2 separate regions of the Pan troglodytes genome follow, and region 1 is linked to region 2. The links are chromatin contacts, called in public capture Hi-C maps. All regions are on one chromosome and are shown on one strand. Each heading gives the region's core, a stretch centred on a gene start, on an enhancer-like site or on the middle of the called end of the contact. The rest is flanking DNA. Distances are from core to core; before and after follow the strand shown. Region 1 holds the start of S100A7 (S100 calcium binding protein A7). Region 2 holds the start of SLC27A3 (solute carrier family 27 member 3).

Region 1 (6,242 bases), core at 2,001-4,500, 250 kb after region 2:
TTTTTCCCATTTATTTTATTGGGGCACTTTGTCTTTTATCGGCCTGGCCTTCTGCACTGATGGCAATTACTTCGACGAGTGCTTTTAGGGAAACCTGGAGGGAGCTGAGGGCTTGTGAAGCAGCCAACAGTTGAGTCTGCCTCCTGTCTCTGCATTTTTCTTTCTCTTTTTAGTCCTGTTATCCTTATTCTGCTCTCAAATATAAAAGACTGAGGAGGTTAATTTGAGGATTTCCTGCATAGCGGCCATGCTGTATTACACAAGAAAACCCAGATGTTTCTTTTTTGAGAGTTTGGGGGTGGAATTTGCCCCAATACTTTAGGATGCAGCCTAGAGGTGAGTCTGAAGGAACAGACAGGGTTTGTCCCATGGTGGGCCTGGGAACCATGTGCTTGGGGGCGGGACTGTTTTTGGAGCATGAACCACACTTTCTCTCGAGGTGTCCCTCCAAGATGAAAAAGGGTTCCACTGTGTCTGCTGAGGGACTTGGGGGTGCACTTTCTAAAGGGGGGTCCCACCTATTAGAAAAGACCACTTGGCTGCTTCCTTGTTACCTGCATTTGCCATCCCGCATAAGGCCAATCCAGGTACAAGGAAAACAGGTGAAGGGAGCGCTCTGCCTGTGCTAGCCCAGCGGAGGGGGCGGGTAGGGGAAGACTCATTGTTCCGAGGCTGTCTGAGATCACCTGATTTAGCAACATCTGGGACAGGATGCCTGGCTGACTCCACAGGAGAATTTAGAGTAAGAAAGAGAGGGTCTGAATCACCCAAAACGTGTGTGAATTTGCTCTGAATGAGCATCCATGGCCAGTTGCATGCATAGGGATTAGGGACTTCCAACCAGAAAATACAGGAGAGAGCCTTCTTCTCTTCTGGGCAAGGTGGCCAGCCCCATTCACCCTCTGGCCTTCAGGTAACACTGGAGAGTGGCCTGGGCTAGTGGCTATCAATTGCCAGAGGGATATTAGAAGCCAGCTGCTGGGAGACTGAAAAGATAACATAAACTTAGGCCTCTCACCCAAATGGGTGGTAGCCGTAAGACAGTTCCACATGGACACCGTTTAGTTCCACCAAAGTGTAGCTCCAGCCAGAGACCTATAGTTGTTTTTATGCTTAGATGCTGTCCACCAAGGGTCCCCAGTTGGGAAAGAGAAAGAGAGAGGTGAGAGAGTTCCCCATAAGGAGAGAGAGTTCCCCTACGAGCAACTAAAATGTCACAGGTGAGCAGTAACTCTCTGGGGCTGCTAATGTGTGGACGGTAAAATAATTTACCAAGATAGTTGTAGGTAAAGATAGGCAGATTTATTAGAGAAAGTATGAATATGTTGCAAAAGAGCAACTGGCAGAGTCAGCAAGAGAGGAGCTGACTGCAAGGAAACAAAGGCTTGCTGGGGATTTTATAGGATAGCTCTTTTCTGTGTACGGATGGTTACATCGGCACAGCAGTACCGATAATGCCAAGGTTGCAGTGAGCTAACTTCCAATTTCTATCAGCTGAGGGTCTGGTGATAGTTGTGATAGAGGCAACGGACAGCCAAATGCCTAGGCAGATAGGGAAGTGTCCTTGGAGAACTTCCAACCCGCCCAGGTCATTGTGCACAGGGGCTTGCCTAAACATGTGCACGGTGAAAAATTCCACCCCTTAACACATGCACAGTAAGGGAAATAAATCAGTGTGGAGTGGCTCAGACTAAGGGCCCCCATGCACACCGAAAGGTCGGGGTGGAGCCACCAGGAATTCATACCTTATGCAAGGGAAGGAGCCTGACTCTTCAGTGCATATGTGGGAGCCCTGGTATTCAATTGTGAGGTGGAAACCTGTTTGCAGGACCCCTCTATTTGCTGAGAGGGGACCCCTCTTTTGCTCAATAAATTTCACCCTCCTCATCCTTCAATGCATCCATATGCCTAATGTTTCCTGGTTGTAACACAAGAACCTGGATTTAGCTGAGTTAAGGAGCAAAATCCTCTATCAGTTGGGCACAGGAAGATTGTGAGTTATTTGTACATGAGTGCTATGAGTCCTGGATCATGAAGAAAGGCCCACTTATAGTTGATCTGCTTTCTCTTTTTGCTTTTCCCTGGTCCCACCAGCCTGACTCCTTTTTCCTATTAGGACTCCACACCTCTGACAGCTCCATCCTTCGACCCCTTGTGCACAATGACCTGGGCAGGTTGAAGGAAGTTTGGAACTGCTGCCTGCTGGAAAACAATGGCAGAGGTAGCTGCAGACCAGCTTATTAACCTCCTGCCCAGCAAGGAGGAATAGGATCAGAGACCTGCTTAAAAAAGCAGTCTGGCCATGTTTTTGTAGAGCAGCTGTGGTATGCTGCAGGTCCGCTCCAGCCCGCAGTTGCCTCAGACTCCTCAAAGCCCAAAGGCAAGAGTGGCTAAAGCAGCCAAACAGCACAGATGGTGGCTCATCCCTTCCTCTCTGAGCTCCATCCAGGGAGGTTTGAAACCTTTGCTGGCTGGAAAACACTGCCAGGGGTGACTAGAGGTCCATATGAATAAGCAGTCTGGTGGCCTCTCTGTAGAACTGCTGTGCTGTGCTGGGGAAAAAAAAAATCTCAGAAAACCAAGAATAGGGAGAACTAACTTTCTTTTCTTTTCTTTTCTTTCTTCTTTCTTCCTTTCTCTCTCTCTCTCTTTCTTTCCTTCTTTCTTTTTCTTAAATAGAGACGAGGTTTTGCCATGTTGCCCAGGCTGATCTCTCTCTCTCTCTCTGTCACCCTCTCTTTTTTTTTTTTTTTTTTTTTTTTTAAGACAGTCTTACTCTGTCCCTAGGCTGGAGTGCAGTGGCACGATCTCTGCTCACTGCAGCCTCCACCTCCCAGGTTTGAGCTTCTCCTACTTCAGCCTCCTGAGTAGCTGAGAATACAGGCATGCGCCACCACACCTGGCTAATTTTTGTATTTTTAGTAGAGACCGGGTTTTGCCATGTTGGTCACACTGGTCTAGAACTCCTGACCTCAAGTGATCCTCCTGCCTCAGCCTCCCAAAGTGCTGGAATTACAGGTGTGAGCCACCACGCCTGGCCCGATTCATTTATTTTTAGACTTTTGTCTTTTCTAATATATAACTTTAAGGCTATACACTTCATCTAAGTACTATTTTAGCTACCCAATAAGTTTTATATTGTCTTATAAATGTACATAATATGTAACCAGCTGGAGTTACTAAACTCTCTCTACATATATATATATATATATATATATATTTTTTTTTTTTTTTTTTTTTTCCTTTGAGACAGAGTCTCGCTTTGTCACCCAGGCTAGAGTGCAGTGGCATGATCTTGGCTCACTGCAACCTCCTTCTCCTGGGTTCAAGCTATTCTTTGGTCTCAGCCTCCTGAGTAGCTGGGACTACAGGCACGCGCCACTACACACAACTAATTTTTGTATTTTTAGTAGAGATGGGGTTTTGCCATGTTGGTCAGGCTGGTCTCGAACTCCTGACCTTAGGTGATCCACCTGCCTTGGCATCCCAAAGTGCTGGGATTACAGGTGTGAGCCACCACGCCCAGCCTAAACAATACATATATTGGTTAGTTCTACACATGTTATATTAACCAGCTTTTGTTTGGTTATATTTACATGTTATATATTTTTTCATTCTTCTCCTGTTAATCTTTTGTATTCTTTTGCTTTAGATTTGTTTTTATGTAAATAGCACATATGGATTTAAAAAATCTGACCAGTTGATTTCTCTTTTCTAACTGGAACAATTAATTCATTCATATGTATTGATGTTACTGATATATTTGTTCTTACTCCTACCATCTATTTTGTGTTCTTGGTTTTTTTTTTTTTTTTTGAGACAGGGTCTTGCTCTGTTGCCCAGGCTGGAGTGCAGTGGTGCGATCTCGGCTCACTGCAACCTCCACCTCTCGGGTTCTAGTGATTCTCCCACCTCAGCCTCCCCAGTAGCTGGGATTACAGGCACCTGCCACCACATCCTGCTAATTTTTGTACTTTTAGTAGAGACAGGGTTTCACTATGTTGGCCAGACTGGTCTTGAATTCTTGACCTCAAGTGATCTGCCCGCCTCGGCCTCCCAAAGTGCTGGGATTACAGGTGTGAGCCACCTCACCTGGCTGATTTTTCCACATTTTTAAGGTTTCCTTTTCTTTATTGATTGGTCAAAGTGTAGTTTTTCAAATTTTCATTATGATTTCTTATCTTCCCATGAATATTTCTTAGAAGTATATTTTTAAACTTTCATACATGTACCTTTTTTCTAGTTATCCTTTTGTTACTGATTTTTAATTACATTGTGTTTTGATAGCAGGGGATTTATTGTATAATTTTACAAAATATGTTCAGACTTGTTTTGCTCTAGCATGTAGTCAATTTTCAGAAAAGTTGTGTGGGTGCTTCAGAAGAATGCGTGTTCTGTAGTCATGTTTTCTTTTTTTCTTATTGAGGTTCTCTTTTTGTCTGCTTGATCTCTCAATTACTGAAAGAAGCATGTTGAAATATCCCACTAAGACTGTGATTTTATAAATTTATTTTAGTAATTCAGTCATTTTCTTTATATTTTTTGAGGCTATACTAAAAGATACAAACAAGTTCGGAATTGTTATGTCTTCTGAAATGTTTGTAGTAATACAGAGTGATTATTTTTCTCTAATAATGCTCTGTATATATTATATTATATATATATTTTTTTGAGACAGAGTTTCACTCTGTTGCCCAAGCTGGAGTGCAGTGGTGTGATCTCAGCTCACCGCAACCTCCACCTTTCGGATTCAAGTGATTCTCCTGCCTCAGCCTCCCCAGTACCTGGGAGTACAGGCTCCCACAATCATGCCTGGCTAATTTTTGTATTTTTAGTAGAGATGGGGTTTCATCATGTTGGCCAGGCTGATCTTGAACTCCAGACCTCAGCTGATCCACCTGCCTTGGCCTCCCAAAGTGCTGGGATTACAGACTGTGAGCCACCGCACCCAGCCTGGGAGGCTATTGTGTCTGGAATTGGTGGGTTCTTGGTCTCACTGCCTTCAAGAATGAAGCCGCAGACCCTCGCGGTGAGTGTTACAGTCCTTAAAGGCGGCATGTCTGGAGTTTGTTCCTTCTGATGTTCGGATGTGTTCTCGGAGTTTCTTCCTTTTGGTGGGGTTCGTGGTCTTGTTGCCTCAGGAGTGAAACTGCAGACTTTCGGGGTGAGTGTTACAGCTCTTAATGAGGGGCATCTGGAGTTCTTTGTTCCTCCTCCCTGGTGGGTTCCTGGTCTCACTGGCTTCAGGAGTGAAGCTGCAGACCTTCGCAGTGAGTGTTACAGCTCATAAAGACAGTGTGGACCCAAAGAGTGAGCAGCAGCAAGATTTATTGTAAAGAGCGAAAGAACAAAGCTTCCACAGTGTGGAAGGAGACCCGAGCGGGTTGCCACTGCTGGCTAGGGCAACCTGCTTTTATTCTCTTATCTGGCCCCACCCACATCCTGCTGATTGGTAGACGGGAGTGGTCTGTTTTGACAGGGTGCTGATTGGTGCATTTACAATCCCTGAGCTAGACACAAAGGTTCTCCACGTCCCCACCAGATTAGCTAGATACAGAGTGTCCACACAAAGGTTCTCCAAGGCCCCACCAAAGTAGCTAGATACAGAGTGTCGATTGGTGCATTCACAAACCCTGAGCTAGACACAGGGTGCTGATTGGTGTATTTACAATCCCTGAGCTACTCATAAAGGTTCTCCACCTCCCCACCAGACTCAGGAGCCCAGCTGGCTTCACCCAGTGGATCCTGCACCAGGGCTGCAGGTGGAGCTGCCTGCCAGTCTCGCGCCTTGCGCCCGCACTCCTCAGCCCTTGGGTGGTCAATGGGACTGGGCGCTGTGGAGCAGGGGGCGGCGCTCGTCGGAGAGGCTCGGCCGCACAAGGAGCCCACGGAGGGGGTGGGAGGCTCAGGCATGGCGGGCTGCAGGTCCCGAGCCCTGCCGGGCGGCGAGACACGGCGAGAAATGGAGCGCAGCGCCGGTGGGCCGGCACTGCTGGGGGACCCAGTACACCTTCCGCAGCCGCTGGCCCTGGTGCTAAGTCCCTCATTGCCCGGGGCCGGCAGGGCCTGCCGGCTGCTCCGAGTGTGGGGCCCGCCAAGCCCACACCCACCCGGAACTCCAGCTGGCCCGCAAGCGCCGCGCACAGCCCCAGTTCCCGCTCGCGCCTCTCCCTCCATACCTCCCTGCAAGCTGAGGGAGCCGGCTCCGGCCTTGGCCAGCCCAGAAAGGGGCTCCCACAGTG
Region 2 (6,216 bases), core at 24-2,523:
CCGTTCGCAAACATCCCTGATCCTCCCTTCCGAAAACCTAGGGCCGCTCGTTCTAGCTGAGACCTCTCCTTCCAGGGAGCGCGCGTGCGCTGGCACACGCCCATTCCCACCCAGGCCCCCACCACTCCACACGGGCGGAGAGCAGAAACACGGGAGGAGTGCGGGTGTGGGGCGGCCCCGGACTCCCAGCCCTCCCCCCACAGCCTACGCTCCGCCCTAGGCGCGCTCCCTCCCGGACTGCTCGCGGCTCGCACCCTACCAGGTCCTGGGCGGTGCTCGCGCCTTCCCTCAATTCCAGGGTTATGTCTGTCTTCTAAGTTCTTCCTCGGCTTGGGCGGTTTAGGCATCTGGCTAAGCCCTAGAGTCCAGGCCTGAGAGCCAGGGCGTTTGGATCGCAGTCCATCTTCCCCTCAATATTTCTCGTTTTCCCGTTAAGGGAAGGTACCATTGCTCTCTCCCAAAAGAATGAACTTGGCCCCTGGCCCATTTGGTTCTGCAAGTCCCGGCCTGCCAGCCGCAACCCCAGGGGATGGGTGGGGGCTGAGAGTTAAATAGGGGAAAGGTGGAAACCCAGACTGCCAGATTTCTGAGGGGTCACGACAGAGGCCCCTCCCTTTGGGCAAGGGTACAATAATTGGGGCCAGCCAGCAAATGCTCTCCATCCTGGTTTTAATTGGGACAGAGGAAACTGGGGAAGGAGAGAGGAAGGAAAAAGAGGCCTCCAGTGGTTTAGACTTTCAAAGGAAGCAACAGCAGTGATGAGGGAGGGGAGAACCTGGATTCTGTAAAAAGACAAATTTTCGGGGTGAAGAGGAGCAGCTCTGTGCAGTTCGCCCAAACTTCACTCCTCAGTCCACCTCCATTCTCCCTGGACAGCGGGGGAACAACAGCATAGCCAAGGAACTCTCTGCTGGTTCACATGGCCCAGCAAGTGGCCACACTGTGGAAGGAAGAGCATCTCTGTCCCTCCCTGGTATCCAGACTTTATCTCCAGGTACAGTTGTCCCTGGAGACCAAGCTGGAGCATCCCTCCCCTGTCAAGCAGCGAGTCCTCCGGCCATTCTTGGTAGGCACACAGACTTCAACTGGAGGATGACAGACCTTTTGGAAGCATCTTGTTTCTTGAGAAATGAGTAAGGACAGGCCTCATCCTACGGGGGATGGTTCTGCATAGACAGATCAGTGCCTGGCTCCCACCTCCAGTGGCAGCAGGAAGGATGGGTAGTGGCCAAAGCCAAGTCCCTTCTGCTCTAGACAAAAGTGGGGGCAGAACAGGAAGGGAAAGGGGGATGTTCTGCGGTTACAAGTAGGGGTGCCAATCAAATCAAGACCAAGCTATACATGCACGGGGCAAATGCCAGCAGACACTCCAGCACAAAAGACATTCTGGCTTGTTTTATTGTCATTTAAAAACAACTTTTAAGACACGATTATCTCTGCCAAAAAAAACCAAAACAAAACAAAAAAAAAACAGACTCAAGGAAATGGGATCATTTGACAATTCTGTGAAACTTGCCTCTGGGACTCCCTGGGCTCTGGTGTAGATTGAGGTGCCAACCTCAGACCAACCTAAGCCTCCAGGGCACACCACGTGGGGCTGTGGCCACCCTTTCAGACTCCTTTCTGAATGCTTGTGGCATCTGCCCCATGATTAGGAATGGACACCCTGACCACGTCATAGATGCCCATTTCACACTGGCATGTGGATAGTGACTATAAAACGTCCCTTCAGAACAAACCAAGACCTGAAGGGGAAGCGGGAAGGGACACCCACACACTGAGTCTCTGCTCTCATCCTAGCTTATCTGGCCAGCTGCCCCTTTGTCATTTCCCTTCTCTGTTGAAATGGCTCTTTGGGAGACTGGGGGAGGAGATTGGGGAAGGGGCCAGGGGGCTGAGGACTTCCACTATGGTCTGATTTTACAGAGCCTCTGGCTTCAGTCAGATCCCAAATATCACTGGGAACAGCAGTGTGAGGGGCTGGAGGCCCCAGGAGGAGGGAAGGGGCTAGGGGCTGCATGGCAGCTTCTCAAACTCAGCCAGAGGAGAAAGCTCCTCCTTCCACCGGGGGAGCTTGGGGATGCAGCAAGGGTGTTTCCCCTGCAATCTCCTCAGCCTCTATTAACCTTTGAATCACCAAGAAGGAGAGGGCAGTCCAGCCGGGGGTGGGATAGGGAATGCAGGGCCTCAGTCACTGTCAGAGCCCACTGCGGAGGACCCTTTTCGTTTCCGCTTGGTAGGCTTCGGTTTCGTGTCTTCCTCTTCCTGGAAGAGATGGGAGGGGAAATGGGAAGTTAACAGCCTGGGCAGCTGCTGGCGCCGACTCCACCTGCACCCAGTGCTCCTTTTCCCCCTGTGCACTGGCTGGGTTCTCACTGAAGCACTGCTGGAGCCCGACTCTTCTTCGGCATTGGGGGGCTGTGTGGCATTCTTTCGACTTCGAGGGCTGGACAGAGCTGCTTTTCGCCGGCTCTTGGGTGGCTTGGTGGAAGAGTCCTCATATTCCTCCGCCAGGGAGAAGAGATCACTGAATCTAAGGAAAAGGAGCGGTAGCTCTTTGAGTGGGAGCCTGCTGCTCCTACGGCACCTCCCATCCTCTTCTCTGCCCCCAGGCCTAGGCCTCTTTTTCTTCAACCCTGGACCCTAAGGTCTTGCTGGCCATTACGTTTATGTCCCTAGCAGGCTTCCTCTCCCTTAGGCTTTTCCCCTACTACTTTCCAAGGCCCAAAGTGGCAGGAGCCTCACTTCATCTTGTGGGCTTCGTCACAGCTCGCTTGGACATGCTGCAGCGCCTGGAGAATTGGGGTCTGGCTAAAAACTAGAGGAAGAAAAGGGAGAGCAGGGAAGGAAAAACAATCAGATGTCTGGGAGCTTATTAAACAGCACCCACAGGTTGTTTTATCCCGAGTGTGGGTTGTGGCCCCGGGTGTCCTGCCCCTGCCCCCAGCCTGGCTCCAGGCGTAGTCTGGGCCAGGGCAGCACCGTCTATACTGGACGCCGAGGGTGGAAGGCATACAGTTCTGCTTGGTGTTGGTCAGGTTGAGCCGCAGGTTGTCCAAGTGCTCCAGGATCTGCTCCAGAGTCAGCTGGGCCAGCTTGCTGCTAGAGCTCCTCAGGCTGTGCAGGAATCACCAGAGCCAGAGTCTGAGTGTGGGAGGGTTCCAGAGGGCGAGACACCCTCCACCCGCCAGGGCCCTCTTAAGACAGAGGCAGCCTACATGGGGAACAGGATAGGCAGCCTGGGAGGGCTGGGGTTGGGTGAGAAAGGTGTGCCTAGAACAGGGGATCCTGGCCACAGGGGCACTGGAAGATGGGGAGAAAGGGCCACGGTGGTCTCGCATGCCATGTGGCTTCGGACCACTAGATGTCGCCCACAAACCAGGCTGGGACAGCACTGGCCCCCATCACCACCACCACCGGACAGCAATCACTGCAGACCGCCATGGCCTGGAGGGTAGACAGGGACCGTGTCCCACCTCTGTCTCTTGCGAGGCAGGCTGTTGTTCTTGATGAGCAGGGACTTGATGTGCTCGGCCAGCAGCTCGTCATGTTTCATGCACCAGTGCCGCAGGATGCTGGTGGTGAACTGGTCGTCAGGATGGCAGGGCCGGCTCAGCACCATCTTCACCATCTCCTCGCTGGGCCTGGGGGAGGAAGGGGGCACTGGGTGCTGCTTGCACAGTGGCCGCAGGGCATGCTGGGTCTCTCCCACTTATTTCCCAAGCCCTGGCCTCCCCACCCACCCACTACTCTCACATCCCTCTCCCTCTTCTCCTTAGGCCAAGGAATGCCTGGTTTCATCCTCTGTGGAAGCCAGGAGAGAAGAAGTGAGATTCTTCACTTGCTGTGGTAGGAGAAGGCGTGTGCGTGTGTGTGTTGGGAAGGAGGACCCTCAGTTCTCCTCCTCCTCCCCTAGAACAGTCAGGGAGTGGGCCTGGGAGGCAGAAGCACAAGCATGTGGCATGTGGATGCTCCCCTACCCCTACCCTGCTAAAGCTGTGGGCCAACCTGGCTTCCAGCTGGAGGAAGGGGGCAGGAGAGGGTTGTGAAGTCACAGCCCCATACAGCCTCCAAGCTTCCCACTTCCTCTAGGACACTCTGTACCATTTACAGTCTCTCAGGCAAGAGAGCAGAAAGGGTGGAAGGAAGGCAGAAAGGTAGGAAGGATAAGATACACAGCTGCTGCCCCATTTATCGGGGGATGTTGCTCAAGGGCTTTGCGGGAAGAGGGGGCTGCCACCCTCTCCCTCTCTGCCCCACCCTGTCAAGGCACAGTAGGTCCAGCTGGCTCTGCTCTGCACAGGGTGAGGGAGAGGATGGTGCGTGACCCCTCTACCCTGACCCTCCCTCCTCTTGGATTAGCTGTGCGGTGGCCAGCAGGAGCATGGGGCGGTGGGGGGAGGGGGCGCGGCGGGGAGCAGGAGCCACCAGGGATTAGAACTGCTGTGGCAGCAGGAAACAGGGATGTCCGGTCCCCACCTCCCCACCTCCGAGGGCAGCTCCTGGTGGGCAGGGGGGTAAAGTCGAGAGGAAGCCCAGATCCCAGGGGAGCTGCTCATTTGTAAGTCACGTTGGGGGAAGGGCAGAATAAGCAGATGTTAACGACAGGAAAAAATATGGCAATAAGGAGCAGGACAGAAGCCCTTTAGACCACAGCAGCTCTTGGGAGTTAAAACTGAGGGCTAAAGAGCCCCAGAAGTGGAACTCACTTTTCTCTTCGGAGTTGAAGCAGTAGGCAGGACAGGGCCTCTGGGTGCTCTGTGAGGGAAGGGCAGAGGCTGTTCAGGGGGAAGGTATGATTCCAGGATGGAATCTGGGGACCTCTCTCATCCCCCAACAGCCACTGGAGGGAATAAGGACAGTCTTTGATGAGGAGCCAGGAAGAATCCCCTACCCCACTCCTATCAGTCCCTGAGCCACCTGAGCCCCAGCCCAGAGCCTGGCTCATGGTGGGCCCACAGGACTCACCTAAAGAACAAAAGTGGCTGACAGAGAGCCTGCCCTTGTGCACTTTGGTGGGAAGGAGGACAATGGATCTGGGCTCATCCTAGAAGCCTAGAGGCCTCAGCCTTGCCCTAACTGTATAGGAAGTGTCATATCTGATGTGCTCCCTACCCAAAAGCCTACTCACCCTTGTATTTGAGGTGCTGCAGGATGGGGATTATGGTCTCCAGGGGAATATTGTGGGCCAGAAAGAGCTGCCAGGCACAATACTGCTCAAAGGTCTCCCAGTCTAGGCTCTGAACTGGAAGAGACAAAAGAAACATCTCTCTCAAGAACGAACGAACGAACACACACACACACACACGCACACACACACCACCCCCCCATCCACTGACTACCAGCACACACACACACACACACACACACACACACACACACACACCCCAATCCACTGACTACCAGCACCCCAAGCAGGGATGTTACAGAGGTAGGACAGATCCAGAAAGACACTGCCCCAGACCGCACCAGGGTGGAGTACAGTTCTCTCCCCTTAACTTCCCAGCCCCAGAACCAGCTTTCCTGATAGTGTAAAATACAAAGGACACCCTGCCCTCCTCTCCTCTCCCAGGCACCTAAAGATTTGATCACTTACTGAGTATGTTGAGAACTGAGTCTTTTCGAAACATAACCAGGTTACCCATCATCACGTGGCAGACCAGCTCCTGGAGCTAAGGAGGTGGAGGAAGGAGGCAGAACCCATCAGCTCTGAAAGGGGCCAGGAAGCTAGTATGGAGGGGGATGCAGGAGGGCTCGTAAGGGAAAAAAAAAATTAGAGGAAGTGAAGGCCCAGTTTAAAGGAATGGGAAGGAGATGGCACGCAACAAATGCTGCCATCTCTGAAGGATGAAGGGGCTGATAAAGTAAGGCCTGAGTGGGAACCTTAGGACTATTTTGGGCAAAAATAGTTAAAGCCTTGGTCTAAGCCTGAGGAGGAAAGGACCCTGAGAGGCTGGGCTCTGGATGTAGGTTGGGCAGGGTAAAGACAAAGGAAGGAGGATTCTTGGGTGCTAAGCTTCCTCTTTTATGAATGAGAACTAAGTGGAGAGGAGGAGAAATGGGATCCCAGTGCAGGCCTCAGAAGGACCCGAGCAAAGCTACAGCCTCTTGGGGACCTATGCATGGTAAAAAGGTCAAGTAGAAATGGTCTGACCATTTTCATTCCGAGCCAAAGGAAAGGCCAGTTGAGAGCTAAAATCACAACCCCTCAGCTTT

Evidence for each region. Capture Hi-C pulls out chosen DNA fragments and counts their contacts.
Region 1: a capture Hi-C map of stem cell-derived neural stem cells shows a contact between it and region 2, with 4 times the contacts expected there. The contact joins the promoter of S100A7 here to the promoter of SLC27A3 in region 2. A contact is called at or near these places in 3 of 7 Hi-C or Micro-C datasets (induced pluripotent stem cells and stem cell-derived neural progenitor cells) and 1 of 1 other capture datasets (stem cell-derived neural stem cells).

The regions. Positions count from the first base shown.
Region 1 is chr1:95,657,762-95,664,003 of NHGRI_mPanTro3-v2.0_pri, forward strand. S100A7 (S100 calcium binding protein A7) reads left to right here and starts at 3,251. Exons shown (of 3, transcript XM_054671174.2): 1 at 3,251-6,242.
Region 2 is chr1:95,408,597-95,414,812 of NHGRI_mPanTro3-v2.0_pri, forward strand. It overlaps SLC27A3 (solute carrier family 27 member 3), which reads right to left and starts at 1,274. Exons shown (of 10, transcript XM_016927581.4): 1 at 1-1,274. The coding sequence starts at 347. INTS3 (integrator complex subunit 3) reads right to left here. Exons shown (of 30, transcript XM_001144061.8): 23 at 5,597-5,672; 24 at 5,132-5,245; 25 at 4,710-4,758; 26 at 3,477-3,644; 27 at 3,017-3,117; 28 at 2,746-2,818; 29 at 2,377-2,533; 30 at 1,381-2,265. The coding sequence ends at 2,188.